Linked DNA regions of Zea mays: region 1 is linked to region 2. A link is a contact called in public Hi-C data. All regions are on one chromosome and are shown on one strand. Each heading gives the region's core, a stretch centred on a gene start, on an enhancer-like site or on the middle of the called end of the contact. The rest is flanking DNA. Distances are from core to core; before and after follow the strand shown. Region 1 has its middle 100 kb from the start of LOC118476311. Region 2 overlaps LOC103646444 (DExH-box ATP-dependent RNA helicase DExH7, chloroplastic).

Region 1 (6,350 bases), core at 1,865-4,364, 120 kb after region 2:
CGCCAATCCAAAACTCGCATTTGCTATACTTGGCGTAGAGTTGATTATCCTTTAGCTTTTGTAGCACCAATCTCAGGTGTTCCTCATGATCACTACCACTCTTGGAATAAATGGAAATATCGTCGATGAAAACCACGATGAATCTGTCCATATCATGAACAACTTATTCTTCAGATCCATAAAATAGGCTGGTGCATTGGTTAATCCAAATGACATAACAGTAAACTCATATAATCCATATCAGGTCGAGAAAGCCGTCTTAGGAATATCCAATGGTCTAATCTTCATTTGATGGTATCCCGATCGGAGATCAATCTTCGAGAATACCCTAGCATCTCTCATCCGATCAAATAAATCCTCAATGCGGGGTAACAGGTACTTGTTCTTCACGGTAACATCATTGAGTGATCTATAATCCACACACATCCGCTGTGATCCATCCTTCTTCTGTACAAAAAGTACCGGTGCTCCCCAAGGTGAGAAACTCGGACGAATGTATCCAGCCTCTTGTAACTCCGTTAAGTGCTTCTTGAGTTCTTTTAACTCTTCTACAGACATCCTATATGTCCATTTAGAAACAGGAGCAGTTCCAGGTAAGAGATCTATGACAAACTCAACTTCCGTATCTGGTGGCATCCCTGGTAACCGCTAGTCTGGTGGCGGTAGTTACTGCAATTTCAACTTCAAATCTTTGTCCTTTGGAACTGTTGAGTTCTACGGTTCCCTTAGCACAGTGTATATACTGCCTTTGCCTTTCTTAACCATGACATATCAAGGATCACGTCTATAGTGCTCTCTTCTAACACTATAGGGGTAGCCCATCTAGGTTAGAAATACAGGGTAAGAAACGAAGAATTGTAGACAAGGCGAGTAATTACGGGGAATGTTACTGTGGGGGATTTATTAGCTAAGTAGATTAGTGTGTTATCCACTAAAGCTATTACCTTATGGTGGTACATGCTAAGATGCCCGTCTATACTATTTCAATCAATCAAAGAAGCAAATCAGGCATTGATCATCAGAACAATCAAACAACATTTTTAAATATAGAAAATAGTTTTGATTTGGTCTTAGGCCTCCTATCTCTTAAAAATGTCATAGGGGTAGGGATTCCAAGGTGTGAAACCCATCTTGTCTTAGAGTAGAAAAGGTAAGGTTGATCAGAGTAGAACAGTAGAAGGTGGGACATGATCAAGATAAGTATAGAGAGAATCAGAGTAAGGTAAGCATAGAATGAATCAGAGTAAGATAAGTAGATAAGGGTTTTGTCCATTTCTATCTAGGTTTCGTCCTACAGTCAACATTTCCTCTGATACCACTTCTGTCACACCCGACTTTAAGGGACAAAGCCAGGTGCATCTCATACATGCGCCAAAGAAGACAACATATATAATAACAGAGTGTATAGAGATCAATGTCACAAAACATCAGAGTATTTATTACATAGCGGAAGTCTTATTACAAAATAAAAGAATAAATATAGAACGAACTAAGGATCGTCGGCGCAAATGTCAACTGAGAAACGCCACCTAGATCAGATCATACTCCTCGCCTTGTGGCTCCTCCTGAACCACCTGTTCTTCTCCTGTGGGGGGTGTGAGACAGCAAGAGTGAGCTCACATACGTTCATCGCTCAACAAGTTGTGGGGAATAATGTGACATGAACTCACCAAAGGTGGGAGTTCATGTAGTGTAAGGTTGATCAATGAAATAAAGGCTGAAGCTGAGCATTGCTTTTATAAGTTGGTCAAAATTTTATTAGCAATTACTAAGTGTAAGTAAATACCGAACCTTAGAAATAATAAATAAAAGTAATAATAAAATAATCCCAGATGCAATGAAATGACAGATTGAGTTTAAGTTCCATATATTAATCATGTGAGTGTCCGAGCCGCTCATGACCGTGAGCACGGCTAGTATACCAGTTTTACACTCTGCAGAGGTTGCGCATCTTTACCCACAAGTCGTGTTACCCATTTGCCACGGAGTTGATCAGACTCCATACACCTCTACCAAGGAAGCGAGGCAGGGTACCACTACGAGGCCTTTACAAAGTTCCACTAGCTTCAGACTACCCGCTACAGTTTATAGGAAGCTCCAGTGCAGGGTTCTTGCCTGACCGCCATCGCAGCAAAATCAACCCAAGGACCTCCCTACACTGACCACTCCCCTACTGCCCTTGCCCCTTTCGGGTAAGGTAGCCCTCCACTAGCTTTCCTAGTTAATCAGCCAAGGGCGTCCCATTATACCCTTGTGGTAGCACTGTTTTCCCGGGTGGTTCTCCATGTTCCCATTAACATAATGATCTTATCATGAACATAAAATAATGAACAGATAATAACAAGTGTAAAAATGAGTGATAAATATCTTTATACCCAAATCCACATAAAGCAATAGCATGTACTACCCAAAAACTTAGTAGTAAAACCAGTGGTGAAGCAAGGTATAAAGATAGTCAAAATCTAGGGTATCCTATTGGGTCCCATCAAAATTAACCTATGCAGATCATTATGAATAATAAGAACATGAATGGGTAAAAGAAGTGATCAAGGGCACAACTTGCCTTCAGCGAGCTCCTGCTCAGCAGTCTCTACCAGCTGAACCCCAGAATCCTCTGTTGCTTGCTCGTCTACTCGCATCAATACAATACATACATAGTATAACAAAAATTAACATCACACCAAACATGTAATTAAAATACACAATAATAATCTAGTCATGAAAATAACATCATAGAAATTGGAATCATTAATTTTGGAGTTACAGATTTTAAGATACGAATTTCTGAAGGTTTCATGCATTTAATACAAGATTAAGTGATAGATAAATTTTTAATGTGTCTTTCATGCCAAAACAGAGGCACTAATGGTTAGACAATAATATTATAAAATTCTAGGAACTGGAATGGTCCAATTTGGAGTTCATATGCATTTTCTATGAATTAAACAAGTTTTTGCAATTAAATTTGTACTAAAAATCTGTTTTTAAATTAGTTTCCCTGTTTTATCTGATCTCGGGACTGGGGCTCAAATCCTAGAAAGCGCAGGGGCTAGCGCAGAAAGTTCCCTAGACACAACCAACAGTGCGAGTGGAGCGCGGGTTGATTGGCGATTTCCTAGGGGGCTCTTTAATAAATAGTACCCGCGAAGGGGTGTGGAAAGATTCGGACCGATCAGATCAGATCCGAGGGCCAGGATCGGATCACGGCCGCAGCAAACTGACCAGCAAGCGCATCCACCCGATCGACGATCGACGGCTACGATTTAATGCCGTGAAAGGGTATCGTTTTATCTAATCGCGTCCATCGCTTAGAAGATCAACGGTCCGCGCGTTTTCTTCCCCCAACGCCGCCAGATCACGATCCAACCGCGTACGCGTGTCTTCCCATTCCCGCGCCCAGATGCGGTGGCGCCGCCCGATCCACGGCGAGCCCCCACCGCCGCGACGGTAAACACACAAATTGCAGCCCCAAATCCTAATTCGATGGTGCTAACCTAACACATGGTTACGGTAATCAGAGGGAGACCCAATTAATCGTGCCCAATAGCCAAGAGGGCCCTGCCCAGGGAGCTCCGCACTCCACGGCGGAGGCCATGGCCGTGAGAGGATGCCTGTCTATCCCCGATGTCCCGACCCCGTCCGGTTCAGATTAACGCTTATAGAACGAAGGGTGAGAGCCGTGCGGAGTTCTCACCGAGATCGAAGGAGTGGGAGATCCTGCCCACGGTGAGACACGGTCCGACCGCCGCCCGTGAGCTCCGGTGAGGAATGGTCGGAGTCGTGGTGCCCTTTCGCTCTACTGACGGCCACCCGCACTACCGCGATGCCCAACCGGATGCTCCAAGGCCACACGCTGTGACCAATCGACGACGTGGGCGCGATTCCACCGGCGACTGGACCTCGTTATTCCCTAATCCTAGCGGCGGCGGCGATCAGTGTTTGCGCGCAAGAGTCAAGGGAGTGAGGGGCCAAAACCGCAGCGCACACGAGCTTTATCCCCAGCTGCCGCGGAATTCATCGGTCCGTTCCGCCTGCGCGAAATCCGCGCCCGCCGTTGCGTTCCGAGGAAGAAGGAGAGCGCTGATGCACGGGCTCCACAGCGCAGCGAGACTGGGTCGAGAGGGAGGCGCACAGCGGCTGGCAAGGTGGTGAATCCTGCAGAGTCCCGCAGAGTTCGGCTACGGTTGGAGCTGTTGCCGCGGCCGGTGAGCATGCTGCGGCGAGAGAGACGGGCTCGGTTCAACAACCGTGAAGACGGCCGACCTGATCTGTGGGGCCCAGGCTGCAGGGACGGTGCGCGCGGCTGGTTTCCTGGGCCCGCCAGTCAGTGATTCACCCGCAGTGGGGTTTGGGCTGGCGCGAGGTGGAAGCTAGGGGAATGGGCCGAAATGTGCAGACTGAGGCCCACTTAGGTATTCTTTCTTTTATTTTTTTTTCTTTTTCTAAGTTTAACTTGAATTCGAATTTTAAATTCAAATTTGTGCCAAATTTATTCTCAAATCAAATTGTGAGATTAAAAATACCAACTTTGGAAGTATAATTATATTATTTATATTCTTATGTCCTTTTTCTTCTTCTTATTTTCAAAACCCTACTTTCAAATTTAGGGTTTTAATTCCACTTCTAATGTCCATTATCTTATTATTTTTTTCCTTATTATTCTATCTAATGCACAAGCATATAAAACTCCAACAAAATGCTCTTTCTTTTATTTTTACATCATTTGTTTTTAATTAAGCACTAATTATTATATGTGTGCTCTTTTTATGATGCAATTAAGGCACATAAAATTGAGGAGATTTCTCTATTGTTCTTTGTATACAATTTTGAGTATTACACCGTTGCAGTCGAGCATTGCGCTGGTAGCCGTTGCTCCGCTTGGTGCACCGGACAGTCCGGTGGCACACCGGACAGTACGGTGAATTATAGCGGAGTGGCGCTGCAGAAACCCGAAGGTGAAGAGTTCAGAGGTGTACGGTCCTGGCACACCGGACAGTCCGGTGTGCCAGACCAGGGCACACTTGGGTTTCTTTGCTCCTTTCTTTTTAAACTCTAACTTGATCTTTTTATTAGTTTGTGTTGAACCTTTATGCACCTGTAGAATATATAATCTAGAGCAAACTAGTTAGTCCAATTATTTGTGTTGGGCATTTAACCACCAAAATTATTTATAGGAAAAGGTTAAACCCTATTTCCCTTTCAATTTCTCCTAGTCAAAATCTATGCAATAAATAAGCTATCTTATGTGGAACTATGGTTTTGACTAAGTGTTTCTATCTCTAAAGAAAAGAGTTGTGCAGCCTAGGTTCCAAACCTATCCACTACTCTATAACAAAGTTAGGAAGGTAAAGCACACAACCAAAGCAACACAATATAAATGCAGATGCTTAAGTGCGATAGATACAAACGCCTGCCAACGACTCTAGTATTTTATCGAGGTATCAAGAATCGCACAAACTCTCCCCTAATTATCGTTGGAGCACCACACAAAGTAAGCCCATGTGAGGGCCAAGCTCTCAGTCAGATAACTCTATGGATTGCTTCGGTCCTTCATGCTCATCCAAGTGGGTCTCTGATCTGGCCTCTCTCGGATGCTCTCTGTCGTCTCCACTATCATGTTTCTAGCCAAAATACTGCGGGTCACATTTCCTCCAGTACATAGTGGTGGCCACACCATAAATACTTGGTGTGATCTCGTAAGATTAGTCCCTTCTGTACAACTATTACAATGGTGCACACAAGCACCAAGGGGTAGAGGTATCAATTCCTCACTTCTAACACTAGGAAAAAACTATAGAAAAGTGATATATAAAGCGGTCTAACTAACCTAAGCACTTTGTAAAGAAACTATGCTAATCACCGAGTGATTCTATGAGCACATGGGTGTCTAGAGCTATTAGGAATGAGTCTCAACTCACTTGTAATGTTTCTCAGCTCCCACATATCTCAAGTAGCTAGTTGATGTAGTATATATAGCCTTCAAGTCCAAAGTAGTTGTTGGAAGTGATGCAAACTTTCTACATACTCATCGACATATCCGGTGAAGTCATTGGATGCGCCAGCGCCCGTCCACGTGAGCTAGATATTGGAACTAGTCATTGTCGTCCTTCTAGACATGGGCATCCGGTACTTTGACCGGTGTTACACTAGACACATCCGGTGCTTTGTAGTCCCTCTTGGGTTGCTATGAAACCTCCGAGTGCCTTGTCTAGTGGGGTATCTGGTGGCACACCGAATATTCCAACGCTTTGTAGATCTCCCCAAACATGTTGTAAACCTCTCTAAGTGCCATATCTAGTACACCATTCGGTGTGACGCTCGGTGCGCACCTCTGTGTCTAGTGAGTACTG
Region 2 (5,633 bases), core at 594-3,093:
AAAATTTTGGAACCCAACCGTACGTGCATCTCGTACAAAGTACTGTCCGTTCTGAATTACTTTTTTCTTGAGAATTTTCCGTGCTTATGACAAGTGTTTTAGTACTGTAAAAAAGTGACTAGTACAGGCGTACAGCTCGGTAGGTTTAGGACGAATGATATTTTGGACTAGTATTCTAGAACTGTGGATAAATAAATAGAATAAAATCGTGCTGATGTAGAATGACATGAGGAACACGGACCTTATCGAGGATCTGTGGCGGATCGAAGGCATGAAATTTTATGGGAAATGGTGGTGAAGTGTAGAGGAAAATAGAGGAGAAAGAAGAGTGAAAAATGAGTCTCTATCTGCCTGATTGGATGGCTGTATGTCGATACGTAGGCTGGAGCCAGGCACGTACGATAATTTTGAGTGTATTGGTGGATGCAGGTTAATAACATTAAAATGATTTATTTTGCATTCACTCATGCAGATTGTGACTCCTACCTGTAAGCAACCAAACATAATCTTAAATAAAGTCAACACATGCTGTGATCAAAGATGAGATGGTGCAGATAACCAATCAGACCGTATCAGTTTGCAGCTTCCTAAATCCAAAAAAACTTGATCTGAGACGGAAGTGGATATTAGAAGAAAATGTAGAAAAAAGAAGCGTTGTCACGGTCACGACAATCTGGCTACGTTCTGAAGTTTCTGTGACGAGTGCTTAGTTAGTTGTACTAGCAAAAGAACATCGCGAACTACTGTTGTTGCAGAGAAATGCAAAATGTTATATGCATAACAAGTTCGATCTATCGTCTCTTCTACCGCGGCCTCTTGACAGTTCAAAAGTTGTACAGGTGGCACGAACCAACTATTCTTTTCGCTGACCTTTCCCCTGTATTGCCTACCCTGTAACTCGTACTCCGCCGATTTCAAATTATAATAAGACGTTTTCGTTTTTTTCTAAATACACTGCTTCAACTATATATCTGAACATAATGAATATCTAACTATATATTTAAACATAATGTATATCTTATTGTATATCAAAAATTATTTATCTAGAAAAGGTAAATGGTGTATATAAAAAATGGTCTTGTCATGAACACTAAATAAACCAACGATAATGATAAGCATGATTGTAATTTAGATGTAACATTAATCTCAAAACCAGGTATAGCAATAGCATAACTACCCAATAGTTCATTTGTATGCAAGGTGTAGAGTAAATAAAACTAGGGTAACCTATTAGGTTCCATCATATTAACCTGAACATGTCACGGTGATTATAGAGAACATTATTAGGTAAAGAAGAGTGATCAAGAGCACAACTTTCCTTTTTGATGCAACTCTAAGTACTTCTCCAATTGTTTTAAGTATCTCGCTTCTATTGGTAGCAATACATATAGACAGATAACGGATAGGTAAAATAATATTACACTAAACATAGAAAACAACTGTGTAATAATATTTTACACGTCGCTACGAGATCGTAGGTTCGAGAACCGCTAAAATCGGAGTTAAAACGATTAAGTTATGAATATCTAAAGTTACTAGGCATTTTTATATTAGTTTTACACAGGAAAATAATTATAAACGGTTTTTATGAAATTTCTTAATTCATTTTTATTTAATTAATCAGAGGAAGGGGCGACATGTATGAAATCTAAAAAATACAGGGTCTAATATGCAAGAAAAAGGACCGATTTGTGATGATTATATAACTGGCATGGACGGTGGGTTCATAACTATAAAACGTGAGGGCTCTTTTGCAAAACCTGCTCGGCGAAAGGGTATGGATGCACCACAGTCGCATGATCAGACCTCGATGGCCCATATTAGATCATTCTATTTAACGAAACGGTACGCAAGTGTGGTCGCAAGATCTTGTATCAACGGTCTGGATTTTAAACGACCAAGAGTGACTCAAATCCACTCACTATCAGGTTTGTGGATATGATTTAACGTGGTGAAGGGGTATCTCCCTGGCCGCGGTGCCCTCTTCCTTCTCCGATGGACCGTGGTGGCGGCGCTCTGCCCCTTACGACGGATGCCATGGCCGGTGCACGCATCCCGACATTTCGGCCACCGAACCCTACGTGGACCAGCGCTACACGATGCAGGACATGATACGAATCTAATTGTAGTGTTTTACTGGTGAGTTATGACCCGCAGGTTCCCATCCACGGCGTGGAGCGTCATGAGAACGAAGCGATCACACGAGGCCCCATCGCCCTGGGTAAGCGTTCCATGGGTGCAGACCTCTCTCCATGCCCATCCACAGCTCTTCGGTTGGTGCAGGGACGGGAACGATGATGGCGGCTCAGCGTCCCTCTCCACATGACGATGTTGGCGTCGAGCTCCTCCCGTTGCCGCTCGACGATGCTTCCTTAGTTCGATGGGCGAGGCGGCGCATGGGATTTATACAGGGGCACACGCCAAACCCTAATAACCCGAGTGGATCCTAACTAAGGTCTTGTTCATTTATGTCGGATTGCACCCAGAATCGTTTCAGATAATCAAAGTTTATATAAATTAGAGAATCAATCCGGTTAAGAATCGTTCCGACCCAACAATCCGGCACAAACGAACAAGACTTAACTCGGTTGTGATAAGAATCCCAAACGGATTCGATCGGTGCATACGACGGTTGAAGGCTCATTCAGTTGAAGAGATGATATGGGACCCCACATGGCGACGACAGTGAGGACGCGGGTTCAGGGCTGATCGGCCGGACCCACCTAGTGGTGGCTTGTTTGTTCGAGGCGCGCACGGGCGTGGTTGAAGTGTCGAGGACTGGTCCGACACTGAGTGAGGCGGGCTGACTTGTGGGGCCCATGCGTAAGTGACACCAGAGGAAGAAAGGGGGATGGGAGAAGTGGGTTGGCGTGAACAGGGGTTTAGGGGAGAGTTTGGGCCGAGAGAAGGAATTTGGTCCACGAGTGCAGGTGAGCCCTTTCTCTTTTTTCTATTTTCATTTCTATTTCCTATCCAACTTCAAATTTGAATCAAATCTGGTTTTGAAATTTAAATTCAGGTTTAATGCAAAGGCAAGAACTCTAGCATGAATGCAAAATATAATTTGGTTGATTGATTTGTTTATTATCCCATTTAAGCAAAGCTTTTTAAAGTATGTAACACAAAATAGAGAATAAAATGATTTCTAGTGTGTAAAATAATTTAGAGAGTACTTATATATATATATATATTTCAATAGAGGAATAACCAAAATAATATAGGGATACTTTTATTAATTTTTTACTATAAACGATATTTGTTTTAAAAGATGTACTTCAAGAATAGGAAAATTATTATAATCGGATATTTTAATTCAAAACCTTTTGGAGAACTTTTCCTATATTCCAAAATTAGATTTTGGGTGTTACACATGAAGAGGAGCAAGGTGGGGATGACATCAAACACTACAACAACACCTGATGTAGGCGGGATGACATCAAACATTTCAACAACACCTGATGCAGGCACCAACGACTTTGAGTCGAGGACGACTCAAAACCAAGAAAGGGAGAATGATGAGTACATGTACGTAAACAATATGGACAAGGCCTAATCAATCATAGATTCCCAAGCTTAAGATGAGTCCAGATTATTAGCGAATCTGGTTCCGACTGCATGAGCGAGTCTCACATAAACGGATGCCCTGGTCACATACGAACTCCATTTTCAACGTTCTAGATACCATTGGAGAGATAAAAAGATAAGCTTTCTAACCCAACTAGTCCCACATCAAATACGCTCGAAGCTGACAAAAATCATTGTAAGAAAATGACATCTAGAATCTGCTAGAAATCGACGCTTGTTTTTTAGCCTAAAGGTCTTGTACACCTCGGGGTTGCTCGGCCACCCGTTGCCCACCGCTTGAGTCGAGGAAAACTGCAATTCAAGAGGGGGAGGATGATGAGGACATCACTCCCATATATATATAACGCTTGGACCGTTAACACGAGCACGTGCACAACAATTGAATCTCTAGATTCATTCTAACCTAGTCAATTGTGTTTTTACAGCTTACGCTTGGTGCCATGGATGTTTTGATGATTAGGAACCTTGGAGAGGACCAACAAGGACTTATAAAGGCCAATATGTCAAGGAGGAGAAGCTAGGACGTTCAGGACAAGAGGGAGCCAAGTCCGACTCAACTTTGTCTCTACCTTGGTGTCCAGGATCAGTCTGCACTAAAACAGATGCCCAGGATGCATCTGAACTCTGATTTAGGTCAGACTTTATATGGATGGAAATCTAAGGAGGTAATCTTTCCAACTCAATTGGAATCGACCCAAACTACCATTGGAGTCAACGAGAATCGTCAAAACAAGTCAATGTTCAAATTCTATTTTGGTGTTGCGACATCGTCTATTGGATTGTTGGCCCGTGTATCGTGTTAGAGCTCATTAAGGGTACCTCCAAGTGTTTTGCACGCCCCTAACCTCACTTTTAATAGCAACCACCACCACCATTAGGGTAGGGTTTTTCTTAGATTCATTATGTCATCAAACAATGTCGTTGTTCATCACTTTGTGAGACCTCACCTCGTGATCAATACAGTTTTGATAGTGTTCTTGAGAGCGCCTAGAGGGGGTGAATAGGTGATCCTACAAAATTAGCTCTAAACAACAAAAACTTGGTTTATAAAATATGTTAGTGAGAACTAAAACTAAGTTAGGATGAGAAGAGAGGAGAAAAGAGAACTCTTCACTTGATTGCTCCTTTAAGATGAGTATTAAACTTAGGAGCAATATTACAAGTGAATATGAGAACTCAAGAAGACAATAATTGCAATACGTAAAATGGACAAGAGACATAGTGATTTTTACCGTGGTTCGGCCAATACCTACTCCACGTTGTGGTGACCTCCTTCGATCAAGGGTTGCACTCAACCCCTCTCAAGTGATCCAAAGATCAAACTTGAGTGCCATGGTTGTCTTCCTTATATCAATATCCTAGTCGTGAGGAATCTCCACAAATTGGAGTCTCTCACGCCTTACACAATTGATCACAATCAAAACAAGAGTAAGGGATGGAATAGAATACGTGCACAAGAGCACAACGTAGCAACAACACACACAAACATGAAGAAGAGAGCACAACAACAAAACGACAGAGTAACGACTCAAGAAATGCGCTCAAATCTCTCTAGAACACTTCAAAGGTGTGGTCGCGGTCTCGGAGTTGTAGTGTGCTCAAGTTATGCTTATGTACCTGCTCCATGCACCTAGGGGTTCCTTTTATAGCCCTAAGGAGCCTAGGAGTTGTTGGTTCTTCATTTGGAAACTCTAGATTGCCTTCTGTCCATGGGTGCACCGGATCGTCCGGTGCACACCGAACACTGAATAGTCAGCGATTTATTTCCTTCTACGACCAAGCCGACCGTTGCGTACCTACAGTTGCTTGGCACACCGGATAGTCCGGTGCAACCTGACAGTCGTTGCCAAGCTGACGTGGCCCACACTGATCGCGCGGTCGACTGTTGCACAATGAGTAGTCATTGGTGGCTTGGCACACCGGATAGTCCAGTGATTTTTAGCCAGGGAGCAACAACGATTTCCTAAGAGCAGCCTTTTCAGTCGTCGTCCAGCTTGGTCACCAGACACTGTCCATTGCACACCGGACAGTCCGGTGAGGCCTAGATT

What was found. Hi-C and Micro-C count contacts between places; a contact is called where the count stands out from the background.
Region 1: a Hi-C map of endosperm shows a contact between it and region 2, with 4 times the contacts expected there. The contact joins two enhancer-like sites. A contact is called at or near these places in 6 of 25 Hi-C or Micro-C datasets (bundle sheath, ear, endosperm and 3 more).

The regions. Positions count from the first base shown.
Region 1 is chr2:52,556,292-52,562,641 of Zm-B73-REFERENCE-NAM-5.0, forward strand. No RefSeq gene overlaps it. Among protein-coding and RNA genes, the nearest start is that of LOC118476311, 100 kb to the left of the region's middle. Within about 2 kb of position 3,115, at least 17 of the 20 cell types and tissues checked have an H3K27ac peak or open chromatin away from gene starts, as enhancers often do. A contact at or near this core is called in ear, endosperm, leaf and 1 more, where this site is marked.
Region 2 is chr2:52,438,653-52,444,285 of Zm-B73-REFERENCE-NAM-5.0, forward strand. It overlaps LOC103646444 (DExH-box ATP-dependent RNA helicase DExH7, chloroplastic), which reads left to right. Exons shown (of 33, transcript XM_008671176.2): 33 at 1-17. Among protein-coding and RNA genes, the nearest start is that of LOC118476311, 14 kb to the right of the region's middle. Within about 2 kb of position 1,844, at least 18 of the 20 cell types and tissues checked have an H3K27ac peak or open chromatin away from gene starts, as enhancers often do. A contact at or near this core is called in ear, endosperm, leaf and 1 more, where this site is marked.